Linked DNA regions of Macaca mulatta: region 2 is linked to region 1. Evidence: chromatin contacts called from public Hi-C data. All regions are on one chromosome and are shown on one strand. Each heading gives the region's core, a stretch centred on a gene start, on an enhancer-like site or on the middle of the called end of the contact. The rest is flanking DNA. Distances are from core to core; before and after follow the strand shown.

Region 1 (5,768 bases), core at 1,861-4,360:
GCCAGGATGGTCTCGATCTCCTGACCTCATGATCCGCCCGTCTCGGCCTCCCAAAGTGCTGGGATTACAGGCTTGAGCCACCGTGCCCGGCCTCAATTTTCTTAATCACCTTGAAACATGGTTATTATTCTTCCCCATTTTGCAGATGAGAAAACTTGAGTTGTAGAAAGGTTGCCTGACTTGATAACGCAGCTGGGAAGTTGAGGAGGCAGGACTCAGATTTAAGTCTGACCGGTATCGAAAACCCCAGCCCAGGCCGGGCGCGGTGGCTCACGCCTGTAATCCCAGCACTTTGGGAGGCCGAGACGGGCGGATCACGAGGTCAGGAGATCGAGACCATCCTGGCTGACACGGTGAAACCCCGTCTCTACTAAAAAATACAAAAAACTAGCCGGGCGAGGTGGCGGGCGCCTATAGTCCCAGCTACTCGGGAGGCTGAGGCAGGAGAAGGCGTGAACCCGGGAGGCGGAGCTTGCAGTGAGCTGAGATCCGGCCACCGCACTCCAGCCTGGGTGACAGAGCGAGACTCCGTCTCAAAAAAAAAAAAAAAAAAAAGAAAACCCCAGCCCAATGACTTCCATACTACAAAACGGACAAAAGAGATCAGGTACCCAAAAGGGCAGAAAGTAGCTGAATTGCTAGTTGTTTTGAATGCACTAGGAAGGGAAGGGAGATACAATCTGAAAAACCTGCATTTACCACATCAAAACAACACCCAGTAGGCAAGTTGACAGCCCTTTTCTGTCTTACAGCTGATGGCAGTGGGGGGCCATCCAGAGCAGCTGCCATTGCACTGGCTGCAGCCAGGCGGGACCCACTCCCAGACCCAGAGCCTCTGCCACTCTGTACCCTGGCCCTATGTCATCGCTCTTGCCCACTGCCACTGTGGGGAGGTGTGGGGAGGAGGTGGATAGTCCCCGGAGGAGCCTGCCCCTGGGAACCCTCGGAGCCTGCTGCCCTGGGAGCCTCCACGATAGGGCCAGGCTGAATTGCCCTCTGGTGTGGGGGCAGCATGGTTGGGCACACAGAGAGGGGCCCCGAGGTGGAGCCGGGCCAGGAGTGGTGCAGTGTTCCACGGAACCAGCAGGAGCAAGGAGCAGGCAGGAGCCCCACCCTCCCAGGCGCCTCTATAGCCGTCCAGGTTGCTGCTGCAGACCCGGGCATCTCTGCACTCTCAGGGGACCTGGGAATCTCCCCCGTTAGCCCCCGTAGGCTTGAAGGTGTCTGCTCCCACTTCCTGGCCTCTCCCTGCTGTTGGCTCCAATCACAGAGTGGAGTTGAGGCCAAGTGTGGGCGCTGTCACAGCCCAGCTGGGTGTACACACACACACAGGGCAGTCCTGACATGCCAGGCCCCTGCCGCCTGAGCCCCCTCTGGACTTTGGGCACTGACAAGCACAGTGGGGAGGGAGACCGAGGAGGTGCTGAGGACAGCCCGGTGCTGACCTGCAGGTGTCCCTTGGCATGAACAGTCTGGGTGTCATGAACAGTAGCAGGAGGCAGACAGTCTCCTGGGTGGAAGGGGATTGGTCCCTAGTGAAGCCCCACCCTCAAACCAGGGAGGACCTGAAGCCTGAGGGCCGGGCTGCCAGTCCCAAGGACCAGAGGGAGGACTTGTAGAGCTTTTCCTGGGCTTGCCCACGGCTACCCATGGACCAATCAGCACACACTTCCTCCCCTCTGAGGCCCTTAAAAACCCTTGGTTCAGCCAGACTCCAGCAGAGGACAGAGAGGATAGAGGACGGAGAGACGATGGGATGACCTGTTGCAGAGAGGAGCTGCCCACCCCAGGGTTTCCCGTCTGCTGAGAGCTGAGAAGACGATGGGATGACCAGCTGCAGAGAGGAACTACCCTCTCTGATGGGAGCTGAACACTGGTTGAGATACCCACTGCAGGTCTCCTCTGAGCTGTTCTACCGCTCAAAAAAGCTCCTCTTTGTCTTGTTTACCCTCCACTTGTCTGTGCACCTCATTCTTCCTGGTTGCAGCTCAAGAACTCAGGGCCAGCCAAATGGCGAAGCTAAAATATCTATAACCCAAACAGGGCTGAAACATGCCCCTTGCTCGCCATGTTGTGGGTGAAAAGGAGAGAAGAGTTGTGGCCCTTCGGGAAGCCCAGACCTGGGAGCTCCCAGAGCCAGGGCTTTGACTCCCTCTTCGGGGCTCCGCGGTTCCTGATGTTTCCAAGTTTCTGGGTGCTGCTACATTCCCCGGTGCCCGCCGAGGAAGGTGCTTGTGGTGCGCCTGCTCCAGCTGCAACCTCACAGAGAACCAGTGCCTGTGCTGGCACCTGGAGCTGCCCACCCTGTGGTAGCAGCCGGCATGTCTGACTGTGCAGTGGCCAGACCCCATACTCGCCTACACACCCCTTGCCACTCCACGCCTGATTCACAGTCTCTCTTAGAGGCATGGGATCCAGACTGGTAGTGTGAGCTGAGTGCAACCTGCCAGGCTGAGTGGGTGGAACAAGCCTTGCGGGCCGAGCAAAACTCAGACAAAGGCACCACCAGCCACTGAGGTTTCCGGCCAGAAAAGTGACACCCGAAAGATCCCGAAACACCACCTCTTCAGATATATTGGCAATTGACCAGGACACATTTTAAAGATTTTTCTCTTAATTTCTTATTTTTTCCTGACCCATCACTAACAGAAAGGACACATTTTAAACATTCACAGAGACCAGGTCTAAGGTGAGTACACAGTGATGACAAAATTTTGTTGGAAAAGGCAGACCTTCTGCACCTGATGCTACCTTAGTCCATGCAAAGAGTCCTCACTTCTGTGACTAAGTGGAAATCAGCTATAATTACTTGAGCACATCACTAAGGTTTTTGTAAATAAAAATTTCTGAATAAGAAAATTAGATATATTCTTCAGTTCTGGTGTTGTTACTAAGGGTCTCAGTCAGTTTGAGCTGTGATAACAAGTATCCTAGACTGGGTGGCTGAAGCAACAGACACTTTGTCTCTCACAGTTCCAGAGGCTAGGAAGTCCAAGACAAAGGTGTTGGCAGATTCACTTCTTGGTGGGGGCCCTCTTCCTGGCTTGTAGGCGGCTGACTTTTTGCTCTGTCCTCACATGACATACACAGACAGAGAGTGAGCTGTTAGTCACTTCTTGTAAGGATACTAATTCTAACATGGGGCTCCACCCTCGTGACCTCATCTAAACCTAACTACCCCCCAAAGCCCCACCTCCTAATACCATCATATTGTGGGTTACAGATTCAATGTATAAATTCTGGGGGAAGACACAAACGTTCAGTCCATAACACTAACAATCACCAAGTAACGCATATGTACCGAGTTTAGAAGTTGGCAAAGGAAATTCACATATTTCACCTTATTTGAACCTCACAGTCGTTATCTGTGAGATAGCTATTTTTATTTTCCCTGTTTTACAGATGAGGAGGCTAAGTTGAGAAGCATTCAGTGATTTCCCCAGGGTCATCTGACTAGTCAGTGGCAATGGTAGAGTGCAAAATCAGGTTTTCTGATTCCAAATGCTGTGTTCATTCAGCTGCATCAGGAATCAGGCCATCCTGCTCCTAGTATTAATAGCAGCAATAACAAAACAGGAACAGCATCTGATGTTTATTTGGTGCTGTACTATGTGCCAGTCTCTTTAAAAATATTGTCTCTCAGGGTAGGTGCTAGCATTCTGGTTTACATCCCCGAGAAAACTTAAAATTATCAGGGTAAAATAACTTTCCAAGATCACACAGCCAGTATATCACAGAGCAAGTGTTTGAACCAGGTTGGCTGAGTCTAGAGACAATGTTCTTAATAAGCCACTTTGCTAGAGTGGCCTTTGAAGTGCTCTTTCAAAGACAGTTTGTAAGATGAAAATAATTCTGTTAGATATATTTATTGAGATTTTAGTCAGAAATGGATTTCTTGCCCATTAAAAGCACTAGTGTCCTACAAAGTGCTCTATTGAAAGTCCTATTTTTCAGGCACGACAGATGGAAGACAGATGTTTCTTTATGCTCTGAAAGGTCCACTTTATGTAGCTGACTATAATAAGATTGTATCTGGTTCTGAATGTTTCAGAAAAATGGTGTCAGGCAGATCATTGCAAATGAAAGCCAAATCAAAGGCATTATTACACAGATTTGATAGAAAAAAAAAGCCAAAACAACAGGATATTATTCAATAGTATGGGTGGAAACTTTTTCAGAGTTCATTCTGAACCACACAGACATTTTCAGATGTGTTCCACCCTAAGATTCAGCCTAAAGTTAGATAACTGCATGTATGGTCGATTGAGACTTGTGTGATGAGGTGAGGTGGCGGGGGGATTGGGAGTTGGGTGCCACAGATGTGGGTAATGCAATACTGAACTTTCTTTGAGTGTGATTTGGAATAACATGGAAAGCATGGAGAATGAGTGGAAACTTTGCTGTGACTTAAGTAGACTTCAGATAAACAGGAACTTTCTGTGAGTTCAGAAAACTTAGATGCCCGAGTATATTTTGAATACTCATTTGGGACGAATGATTAGACCTCTAAGCTTTTTGTGTGTATTGGAATCATGACTGCAACACCTGAGAAGGATTTTCAGGCCCAATACACAAGTATGCTTATGTTTTGAACAAGCTGACTTCCAGGTTAGAAAGTCCATTTGTACTCTATAGAGAATCATAGCATCTCAGAGCCTAAAAGTGGCCTTAGAGTCACTTACCCCAACTCTCCTCATTTACTGAAGAGAAAACTGAGGCCCCATGAGGGCTAGTGATATTCTGGCATCAAACTTAACACAGTTGGGAGGGGAATTCCCTGAAGATCTAAAGGACGCTAGTTCAAGGTGTTGTATGCAGATGTGGTTGAGTTTTTGCATATGTTTAAGAACACAAACTTTGAAACCAGGTCTAGATTCTAAACCGGTGTCCTTTACTTACTAGCTGTGTGTCCTTTGGCAAATTACTTAACTTCCCCAAGCCTCAGTTCCCCCATCTATAGAATAAATATGTTTTCTTCCTTTAACATCATTGCACCCATGCCCTCAAAGAGTGTATCCAAAGTACTACTTCCTTATGCCATTTCCTTACCCACAAGGCTTTAACAACTTCTCACTGTTTCAACAATTTGTCCACAAGCGTCTCCACTCATGGTTTCTGGCACATGCCTTTGCCCTTAGGCATCCTGGCTGACCCGCTGGCCAGCACACACCTTGCAAATGCTCGACTTTCAGCTATTCATTCATTATGCACCTACACTATAGAATACTATAGCAAATTGTAGGTGCAGATACTATATTAGTCGAAGGGGACACAAATGTGAACAAGATTTGGTTTCTGCCTTCAGATGACTTAGCGGGAAATCCATAAATAATTTCACTATATTGGTATAAGGGTTCAGAATAACTAACTCCAATTTGGGGGAAAGAGGATGGTCAGAGAACTTATAGAGTGATATCATCTTAGTCTTGAAGAATGAATTGAGGTTTATTCATATGTGTATGTATGGAAAAAAGGAACTTCTGGTTGAGGGAACAGCCTGGACAAAGGCATAGAGGTTAGAAAGGCTTGGCAGAGAGGACTGCCCTGTAGTTCTATATAGTGGGCTGGCAGGAATGCATGTGGGAAGTCCAGCACTGCCTGGAGGACTTGGATTCTGGCCAAAAGAAAACCACTGGGGTCAGGTCACATTGCTGCTTTGTTAAACCCCACAGGGCACAAAAGGGCAAGAACATTCACATTTCTGGTGAGTCACATGTAAATGGCTGTATGTTTGCCAAGGTCTCATCCAAAAGGTACTGAGGCTGGGG
Region 2 (5,122 bases), core at 1,056-3,555, 76 kb after region 1:
TATTTAATTTAACTTCCATTGGGTACATTTAAAAGAGTGATTTTAAAACCCAATAGTTATACATTAGAAATGCAACTGTCTGCAACTATTCAAAATTATGATGAAAAATTTTAGACATTAACTTTAAAAATGTATGAGAACAAATCGTTTTTCAAAATCCTTGTAGAGGATACTCAAAAACATTCAGAGATACTGTTATAACCTACTTGTAAGCCAAGAAGAAGAGCCTGTGTTGACCACCTGAAATTTTGACTTCTAATAGAAAGCCAAAGTCAGGATTATTTCATTAAAGTACAAAAGCCATCTCAAGCATCCCCTACAAGTTGCTAAATCTGGAACTCTGAACACAGTAAGTGTTCAATAAACCGTAGCTCATAAACAAAATACTTTAGCTATTCAACCGATATCTATTAACAGCATGTATAATATACCTTGTTACTTCTAACCTTCAAGGAGATATTCTTTAAAATTTTATGCAAATACCAGTCAAAAGTACATTATTGAAATGAAGCCCTAGACTAGGTAATAATTATGCTAATTTTATTCCCTAATTCTCTCCTGGATATCCACCGCATGCCCACAGTATGCCATGTATGACATCTGGCCCAGAAATCCCAGGAAATGAACAAAATGTAGTGTTTATCATGAAGAAGCATCCAGGAGGAGGCCAAGATGTTCCTTAGCCTAGGTACTATGATAGGTATAGCTCAGAAGCAGCACAGAAGTGGGAATGAGGAGCTGTTGGGGGTGACAGGCAGAGAGAAGGTGTCAGGAAGGGTCTTTCAGAAGAGGTATGCTTTAACTGAGCCTTGAAAGATGGTCGTGTGCTTGTCAAGAGGATCCCAAATAAAGGGAAGGAACAAAGCTATGGAATGAAGCCATCTGGCTATCTAGAACCTTCCTCCCTGTACTGCAAATAGTTTAGGACAGCTGGTGTATGGGGGTGTGACCGCACACTGTGTCTATGGTACATGCACTGCGGACACAGAAATGACAGAGTGGCAAGAGATGAAGCTGAAGAGCTGCAGAGGTCAGACAAAGGAAGACTTTCACACATGCCACACCATGGTGTTTCGACTTAATCCTGAGGCATAGGGAGCCATTAAAGGCTTATTAAACCAGGCAATTATGGGATGAGATTTGTCTTTTAGAAAGATTATTTTCTGCAGTGTGGACAATAAATTTGTAGGTGATGGTAGCAGACACTATGCTCAAGACTACAAAGTCATTATCAGTTAGAAGATAACTGGCAGTGTTCCTGAAGACTCACAGCAGAAAATGGGCTGTAGAGGAAGGACAGTGATAGAAAGACTTGAAGGCTATAGACTCTAGACAAATGGGTTACCAATCCTATAAGAGGACTGTAGGGAGAATAAAGCAAGGAGAAGCCCAGAATGGGTTCCAAGAAACTTGGGATATATACTTGGGTAAATAGTATTGCTGTTGGCAAAAACACAGAATCTAAAGGTGAACAGAAAATTCTGAGGAAAGCATTCAATACACTAACTCCAGGCCCTCATTTGTTCTGTGAGGTAGGTGGCATGGATATTATTATTCCCATTTTATAACTACTTGGTGTATTAGTCCATTCTCACACTGCTAATGAAGACATACCCAAGACTGGGTAATTTATAAAGGAAAGAAGTGTAATTGACTCACAGTTCTGCATGGCTTGTGGGAGCCTCAGGAAACTTACAATCATAATGCAAGGCATCTCTTCACAGGGTGCCAGGAGACAGAATGAGTGCCCAGTGAAGAGGGAAGCCCCTTATAAAACCATCAGATAGTGTGAGAACTAGCTCACTATCGCAAGAACAGGATGGGGGAAACTGCCCCCATGATTCAATAATCTCCACCCAGTCCCTCCCACGACACGTGGGGATTATGTAAACTACAATTCAAGATAAGATTTGCCTGGGCACACAGCCAAATCATATCAGTGAGGTAATATTATTCACCCACTATCACATGCAGCAGTTTGGGCACGTTTACTGCACACCAGACTTGAGAGCAGTTAAACAAGGGAGACAAAGTTCTTGCTTTCACAGAACTTATATTTTGGTGGGGGTGAGGGGAATAGAGCATAAACAAGCAAGCAAACAATAAACCAAGGTTTGAAAGACTATGATGGGAACATAGGTAGGGGGTATGGGTACTTTTGGCCAGGGAATGTATTTCTGAGGTCACATTTGAGCTGACTCTTGAGCAGAAAGTAGTCATGGAAATTTATAAGGGAAGAACATTCCAGGCAGAAAGAACAACAACTGAGAAACCCCTGAGGTAGGAAGGAGCTTGGTGTGCCACTGAGGGAGGAATTGCAAATACCTGGGCAAATCTGAAGCAGGAAGTCCAAGTTACAAGGGCATTCCAGGGAGAGGGAGGGTGAAAGACTCTGACACCTGAGGGTACCAGTGGCCAAGATAAACTCTCTTAGGATTGCCTGCAAACCTGACCACCATGCACGACACTGTGCCTCTGAGAAACAGCATGATGACTGAAGGAAACCAAAATATTGCACCCCAAAATATACTTCTTTGACATATTTTGAGATGGCTGTTAGGAGGGCAAAACAGAAGTAGGCCTGTAAAGCTGTCATTTATTGGGGAGATTTGTGTCTGTAGAGTATCTGCATTGATGCAGCCGGGCTTTCTCTGAGGCCCCACCTTGTCTGTCTGGATCTAGGAAAGATTAATTGAGAGTCTGACAGATTTAAAGGTCTGAAAGAAACATTTACCATCTATTCTATCTGAGGGCTGCTACCAGAGAGGTTCATTTAGATAACAAGACCACCTTTGCTGGCCAGGCCTCCTCTTCTCTCCTTCCCATAACCTGTCTTGCCACCATAACCTGGTTTACCACCATTACCTGTTTTTAGCCATGCTCTCAGCCCCTGTTCTTTCTGTTACCTCAAGATGGTATATAAGCATTAACCATCTGGCCATTTCTTTGAGTTTTTAAAATATTTTATACGACTCCTGTGCATACATGTGCACATAATAAAATTTATCAGCCTTTTTTTTCCTGTGAAGCTATTATCACTTTGTTTCATAGACTCAAATTATCAAACCTTCAAGGAAAAATTTAAGCTTCCCTACATGATCCACAAATGCTTCTCAAAGACAAGTCATTACTTAGCTTAGGACTGCTTATTTTAGCATTGAAATGGGGCCAGGAATAAACTCAGTTTTGTTAAGAGAAATGAAGTTAAAATCTTTAGATGAACAGAATTTATCTTAAATTTGTCGACTCAGAGCAAGAAACATTCTGCAGTGCAATGGCTCATGGTTTAACCCCCAAGGCTCAGTCACGTCATACCACAATACATGGAAAATACCACAATACGTGGAAGATGCATCAAAGTAGAGTGTTCCCTGCCATCCGCCAAGGCTGTTACAGGGATTAGAGAGGCATCATTTCCCCCACAAACTCCCCTAATAGCTCAGCAGGACACGGCAAGGAGAAATGGTACCTTTTAATGCACCTGCCAATAGCACCCCCTGCCATGCTGGTTCCTGTCTGTGCAAAATGGAAAGGTACAGAGGGACTGGCCGTGGGGGTTGTCCACCGTCTTTGAGAAGGCCATCCCATGCCTAGTCCAGTCACCCAACCCTCTGAAACACACTGCTCATACTTCCCATCCTGTGGTCATTTTCCATTGCTGCTTTATGGGCTACTGATTTTTTTTGCCAACAGTCTTTCTCCATTCAGCCATGTGGTTTCAAATTCCATTGGCTAAGGATGATGCAGATCAACCCTCTGACCCTCTACAAAAATATACTACTTTACAGTGCCGTCTCAGATGCATCTGCTTGTTGTGTAGAGACAGCATCTGTATTTAAAGTTTGCGAATATAGCCCAAATAAACTGTAAAAGCATTAGATTATTCCTGAGTGTCACATTAAGAAGTTATACATGATATACTCTTATTTTATTTATTATTATTTTTTTGGAGATGGAGTCTTGCTCTGTCACCCAGGCTGGAGTGCAATGGCATGATCTCAGCTCACTGCAAGCTCCGCCTCCCGGGTTCATGCCATTCTCCTGCCTCAGTCTCCTGAGTAGCTGGGACTACAGGCACCTGCCACCACGCCTGGCTAATTTTTTTGTGTGTGGGTGTGTGTATTTTTAGTAGAGACGGGGTTTCACCATGTTAACCAGAATGGTTTCGAACTCCCCACCTCAGATGATCTGCCCGCCTCAGCCTCCCAAAGTGCTGGGATTACAGGCATGAGCCACCATGCCCAACCAATGTCTCCTTTATAGCAACCTCACAGTGACAACTTCTCATCTGTTTGCAGTGAGTGATTGATTCACCTGTCCTCCTCAGTATGGTCCCAGATCTTCATAAGGGTGGGGACCATGTACATTTTTGCTCATCATCATTGCCTGGCACAAACTAAATGCTTAATAGCTACTGAAGAAAAAATACTGTGAAATATTTTAAATGGTGGTGATGTTTAGCTTCTGAGAGTGGCTCAGCCAAAAATAATTCAAGGCTGAGGAAGGTTAAGGCTTAAACATTCTGTATCATTAACCATTCTGTATTTTGTTATATCAACATAGATAGAAAAAATTTTGCTATCACTTGGGTGATAAACTGATTTTACAGATAATTTTATAACTTTTAAAAAAACAGAATAAGTACTGTTTTTGAAAAGGCTCACACAGGTTAGGCCAAATTAAAAAAGAAAAGCTACCACTTTACTGAGGACAGTATTAAGCACTTTATATACTTTTTTCATTCAACCTTAACAGTCAGCTATTATCCAGTTTACAGATAAAAAAAACTGAGAGAGAGAGAGAGAGACTATGGTTGCATACTGAGGGAGGATTTGTGTCCAGATCTATTTGATTTCATGGGCCATGTTTTTAGGCTAAGAATAAATGCTGACATTGAGTAATAATGTCTTGCTCCCTGACACTCAAAAACCTCATCTCCTCCCATGACAAGATACAACACAGCAGTCTGGTAACACCAAGTGGGGTAAGTGCCCAAGTATTTAAAATATTAATAGGATTTGGGGGCCAGTGATGTTGTAGCAGAGAAACTAGACAATTCAAGGAAAAGAAATAAGCAGCAATATAAACAGCATTTACTGAAAGCATGTTTTACGCCAGATAC

What was found. A called contact is a pair of places that touch in the nucleus more often than the background predicts.
Region 2: a contact with region 1 is called in a Hi-C map of CD4 T cells, with 2.5 times the contacts expected there. The contact joins two enhancer-like sites. A contact is called at or near these places in 4 of 14 Hi-C or Micro-C datasets (CD4 T cells, fetal cortex germinal zone, fetal cortical plate and 1 more).

Annotation. Positions count from the first base shown.
Region 1 is chr1:151,038,266-151,044,033 of T2T-MMU8v2.0, forward strand. The region is part of intron 2 of LOC114677359; the gene reads left to right. Among named protein-coding and RNA genes, the nearest start is that of LRRC8C, 24 kb to the left of the region's middle. Within about 2 kb of position 3,111, at least 6 of the 40 cell types and tissues checked have an H3K27ac peak or open chromatin away from gene starts, as enhancers often do. A contact at or near this core is called in CD4 T cells, where this site is marked.
Region 2 is chr1:151,114,611-151,119,732 of T2T-MMU8v2.0, forward strand. The region is part of intron 1 of LOC144332668; the gene reads right to left. It also overlaps a transcript of LRRC8B not described here. Among named protein-coding and RNA genes, the nearest start is that of LRRC8B, 36 kb to the left of the region's middle. Within about 2 kb of position 2,306, at least 7 of the 40 cell types and tissues checked have an H3K27ac peak or open chromatin away from gene starts, as enhancers often do. A contact at or near this core is called in CD4 T cells, where this site is marked.